Regions from separate parts of the Mus musculus genome. Here region 1 is linked to region 2. Evidence: chromatin contacts called from public promoter capture Hi-C data. All regions are on one chromosome and are shown on one strand. The core of a region is the stretch at or near the end of the contact, and the rest is flanking DNA. Distances in the headings are between cores, read along the strand shown. Region 1 holds the start of Wdfy4 (WD repeat and FYVE domain containing 4). Region 2 holds the start of Arf4 (ADP-ribosylation factor 4).

Region 1 (2,700 bases), core at 172-2,671, 6.5 Mb before region 2:
TGTTCATTGGGTAACATTATTTTTGATGTTCATGACTTTGACCATGGAAAACCTAAGGGTGTTTCCCTTCCACATGGCAATGCCCACCTGTGGAAGGAGTCTCTCTGCTCCCCTGGTGGGTGGCTTCTGCACTGGGCCTGAGTTGTTTGCTGAGCCCGAGTGTGAAACTTTCCCCATAGGAAAAGCTGGAGTTATGGGAATGTGCATATTGTAAAGGCACAAGGCTGCAACATCCAATCAGAGATTCCTCTCTGCTCTTATAAGTGCCTGGACCCTGCCCTTTCCCCTACTGACCCACATTGTCCTGTGGGTCATCTGGGCAGAACATCACCTGCACGAATGAAGTCACCTCATCAGGAGAACACCCCACTTTCTCCTTTGTGTGTTTCTGAGCCTCACACTCCTGCAACCCCTAACCCTTGGCTTTGTCTCCCCCAGTCCCCCCTGTGCCTGGCTTATCTACAAAGACGTTTCTGATTTTCTCTAAGCTTCTGCTCCAATCTAGTCTTCTCCATCCTGTGGAGACATTAAGAACTCTGCTGGGGTCTTAGAAAGAGCCATTCTTCCATATTGGTATTCCACACACCTGCTCCCATACCTTACCATTTAGAGAAGGGAAGGCATTTAGATTTAGTTCCTAGGGATTTGAAATTAGGACTGGGAGGCTGAGGGTTAGGACGAGGAGCCATACGGACCCCAGCCTGCTGGGCACACAGCTAGTAAGCAGCAGAGGCGGAATTCAGACATGGGCACCAGGCTGTACTTTCCCTTCTGTTCCTAGGTCCCACCTGGCTCTGCTTGATCACCAAACACACAGTCTCAGGGGAGCTTTTGTGAAACCCATGTTGTCCTGCCAGTCATTGGTGAAGCAGCTCTGTCATTGGCTCCTTGGAGGGAAGGATGGGAAGGGCAGGCATCTGCTGACTTCCCACTTCTGCTTTCTCCAGGAAATGAAGAGAAACCCAGCACAAGTGATTCATAATGAAACACTGTTGTTGATGGCTGCCATGCGAGGCCAGGTCTTGGTCTGTTCCCCTGAGCTGAGCCATTGGAGGCTGGGGATAGAAGCACTCACACCATGTGACATCCGCAGGCTTTGACCACCACCCTCCAGGTACGTCTTTCTGATCTTGGATAAGAGAGATCAGCCAGGTGGGGGCTGTTTGTTGCGGTAGACTGCCCCGCTGCTTCCTGCAAAGCCAACTGTGGAGCACATGTGTGACCATCAGTACTTAGTCTGAATGCGGGGTGGCAGAGAGGAGGGACGATTGGCAGGAAGTGAGCGGTGAAGGAGGTCCTTGTGGTCAGTGCCTCTCAGCACCCTTGTCACTTGTGAGTTTTGCTGAGCTGACCAGGCACTAGATCATTCCTTACCCTCTGACCACGGGTTAAGTCCCTTCTTTAGACTCTGCTGAGAGGTAGGAGTCTGCCACAGCTGGGGAAAACTAACTCTGGCTTGTGCCACTGTCAAGGTATAGAACGGGACACTGACTGAGACGCTCCTCTCATAGCCCTGGTGTAGCTTGTGAAGGGTGGACCACCCACCCTGGCCTTCGGGGCAGCTGGGCAGACCTGGTCTTGCCCTTAGCTGGCCCCACCCTTGCCTGCCCCAGGATCTGGTAAGTAGAAGTCTCTTAAGGTGGCATTTCTTCACCTGCGTTATCACACGCAGCCTTTGAATTCCAATGTTTCTCATTAACAGCAGCATCTGGGCCACTGAGGATTGATCCCTTTCTCCTTCAAAACCCAGCTTTCAAGAACCTAATCCTTTGTCCCAGTCTTTCCGAAGTGATGACTGGGCGTTGGGTACTGTCTTTCTAGGGAATATTTCAAGTATAATTGTCTCCATTTCTATCCACTTACGTCCAATGAACTAGTAAAGAGACAAGTTACAGATGGGGCCTGTGATGCCGGTGCGGTGACATAAAGTGGGTTGGAGGAATGTGCAGGATGGACAGGGAGGGCACACATCTGCTGAGAGGACACTGAAGGAGCCCAGCCCTGCACTGTGGTTTCTGAGAATTGCTCTTAAAAGCCTTCAGGAAGGCTTGGAGGTCAGTGTGGTACCTTGCAGTGAAGGGTGTGCTGGGGGCTGGGGACTAGCCAGAGAGTTGGGTGTGGGCTCAAGTGTGGGAAAAATTCTCCTGTCTTTACATCCTTGGTGTCTGGTCTGACCTCCTATGGGCCTAAAAGAGTTTTCTTTTTTATTAAATTTTAAAAAAACCTTATTTTATTATCTTGTGTGTATAGGTGTTTAGCCTGAATGACCCTCTGTCCCAGCTTTGGGATTATTGTTTCCTTGTTTTTATTTCTGATTCCTCCACTATCTCTAAATTGTTTAATACATGTCTGGTAGTTTGAATGGGAGTGCTTTCCTTAGGCTCATATATTTTCATACTTGGTCTCTAATTGGTGGAAATGTTTGGGAAGTGTTAGGAGGTGTGGCCTTGTTGGAAAGGGTGAGTTACTGGGGGCGGGCTTTGAGGTTTCAAAAGTCCTCTCCCTTTGTTTCTAGTGAGGGCCTCTCTCTTTGCCTCTTGGATGTGATTTTTAGACTCTCAGCTGTTCCTGCCACTGTTCCTTTGCTCTGACATCATGGATTCTAATCCTCCGAACCTGTAAGCAACAGATTAAATGCTTTCTTTTGTAACTTGTCTTGGTCATGGTGTTTTATCACAGCAACGGAAAGGTAACCCAAAC
Region 2 (2,700 bases), core at 152-2,651:
ACTACGGAAACTGAAGCGCTCCATAGGAGTGGGTGCTCAAAATAACCCTTTGCTCCTCACACTCAACAAGCGTCAACATTCAGTGTTCTCGGGGCTTTTTAAAAGGCGTCATTCAGGTCCTTGCAACTCAGCTGTGAGGTAGACTGCTGTACTAAGGAGAGGCCACTTTACAATGCCCAAGCGAAAGGCCTCCGCTGGGCAATAAAACCTGTCACAGCGAGGCAGCTTTTTAAACAAACGATTTTTTTTTTTTTTTGTAGCTCAATTGAGGTGCTTTACAACTATCCGTTTAAAAAAAAAAAAGATTTCGTCTCTAAAAGCTTTTGGATTTTATTATTATCCAGGCCAAATGGATAAGATTCGTATGAAAGAGCAAAGATAGCAAACCAAACAGGTTTAGAACTGAAAGACAGCCATGGGATAACTTTCATTTTCACAGAATAGGCTTCATAATCACGAGAAAAGAAAGTCGAATCCAGAGCAAGGCAAAGTTAAGCAAAGTGAGCTCAGAAGTCTCCGGACTTTTTTTCCGAATCTTGGGTAGCACCAAGTGTGACTTCGCCACAGTGGGCCTGGTCACTTCCTGCCCCAGGCGGCTCCTGGCCCGGGCCACATACCGATGGTTGTGTGCACAGGGCGTACACGACCAAGAAAGGGGGAGGAGGAGGAAGGCTGGAATAGGCCAGCTTCACTCTCGACCGCTGCCCACCGCCAGGGAAGTGAGGTGGAAGGAAGATTGCACCCTGAGAACGGCACCTTTAGAATGAGCTCCGCCAGTGTGAGCTAACCCTACATCTATCTCCGCTCAATCTCCCCAGGCTCTCAATTACAGCAGGAAGAGAAAGGCACGTAAAGCCAGGAGCGAGGAAATCTGGCCCAACTCTCTGGCTCAGCCTCTGTGGGAAACAAACCCCTCGCCCCTCGCCCCCATTGTTCCCCGAACGATGCTTCTTGATCGCCCTCCCCCACCGCAGCCGGAGAAGGCTGGGCGCCGGGCCACCGGCTGGCGAAGACACATGGCCTTCCCCGGCCCCGGTCCCTCACTCACCCATCAAAATGCGCATCTGCTTCTTGCCGAACAGGCGCGAGAAGAGAGAGGAGATGGTGAGGCCCATAGCGGTGGTGGCACTTGACGGTCAAAAGGAGGGGGTCTGGTGCGCCCTCGGGCCTTCACGGTTCCGGCTCACAACCGAGTGGGCGGAGGAGAAAACGCTGAAGACCTGTCTCGCTGGCTGGAGTGTCGGCGAAGCCGCGGGACAGGACGTAGCGGGACCGGGACCTGCTAGGCGTCTGGTGCGGTGGCTCCGGCGCGGCGTTAAGTGTTCGGCTGTGCCACGTCACACGGCGGCCGCGGAGACTCAGGCGGCGGCCCGCCCGCTCCAACGCGGACAGAATCGCGTCAGCGCTGCCCCACCCCCCTGCGTTGCAGGCGCCGCCCGGGCCACCGCGCCTGCGCGCAATGGGCCTGAGCCCGCTACGCCGACGTGCGAACTACCGGACGTGGAGCCCAGCGAAGACGGTTGGCACAGGCAGACGGAAGGACAGGCGGGCTCCCATGAGTCCTTGCTGCATCTCGTCCAATGGGGTTCGAGGTGAGTGGCTTCCGCCCGGATGAATAGTAGTAGTCCAAGGTTCGGGTAGGCGAGATGTGCATTGTGGGCTGAGTGGTGACGTTCTTGCTGACCTCTGGGTGACTTCTTCACGGGAGCCTCGGTGGTTTCCCACTCCCACAAATGTAATCAAATCTTGCAAGCAACCAGTAAGTTTGTCACAATGAAGGAACGAAGATGGACCCTGTTTTAATAAAAAATTTCCAGGCTGGGTAGGGACATGCGATGAGACGGATTTCATGTGAAATATCCTTAGTAGCTCGCTGCTCACAGCAAGCAGGGATAGGAGATCCAAAGACAACCCGCACAACAAAGGAAAGTCTTTACTCGCATAGACTTAATTTTATTCATTTTTTGAAAAAAACTTATAGACATCTAAAGTATCCCTCTAAGGATAAAGGGGTCTCTGATTTTTGCAGTTGGGTGAAAGTATTAGTAATTAAAGCGTGGCTGGCCTTCACAAGGGCAGCATCTGATTCTAGCTTCTCCAGAGAGAATTAAAAACAGACCTGCTGGCAGAGTAAAGGTGGAAAACTCCTAGGCATGACGCCAAGAATCATCAGAATGCTATGACGGTTTTCCATCCGCTTCCAGTACTGAGGATGGAACCCAGGATTTCAAAGCTTGCTAAGAGCGTTCTACCACTGTGGACAGTTTTCCTTTTGAGATGACAAACTGCTCTCGAATTTGTGATCCTCCTACATCACCCTCCAGAATGGCCAGGTTTCTTGGCTTGTACCACCACACCCAGTAGAGTACTAATTTTTTGAGAGGTCAACTAAAGACTGCGTTTCTGAAACAGGAACCTTGTCTGTCCTATTCATTCCTATTATTCCCAGAATAATAATGAAGAATTTACTACCGTTTTACTGGTTACAAAATACGATGTAGGGGGGAAGCAAATTATCTAAGAATGTCACCTTATAACTATTGCTAAAGTTTACCGTTAGTAGCGCCCACAATCCTACCCTTCCTAGTTAGTGTTCACCAGCTCTTAAGTATTTTCTCTAGGAAGGTACTTTTTGTTTGAGCAGTTCTCTATTTCTTAGGTTCAATGTGTGATGTCTTCTGTTCAGAAATAAGGCTTCCT

The links. Promoter capture Hi-C pulls out the DNA fragments that hold promoters and counts their contacts.
Region 1: a promoter capture Hi-C map of pre-B cells shows a contact between it and region 2, with 4 times the contacts expected there. The contact joins the promoter of Wdfy4 here to the promoter of Arf4 in region 2. A contact is called at or near these places in 1 of 39 promoter capture datasets (pre-B cells) and 1 of 484 Hi-C or Micro-C datasets (B cells).

What each region holds. Positions count from the first base shown.
Region 1 is chr14:33,183,787-33,186,486 of GRCm38.p6, reverse strand. It overlaps Wdfy4 (WD repeat and FYVE domain containing 4), which reads left to right and starts at 1,421. Exons shown (of 59, transcript NM_001146022.2): 1 at 1,421-1,619.
Region 2 is chr14:26,636,835-26,639,534 of GRCm38.p6, reverse strand. Arf4 (ADP-ribosylation factor 4) reads right to left here and starts at 1,401. Exons shown (of 6, transcript NM_007479.4): 1 at 1,049-1,401. The coding sequence starts at 1,115.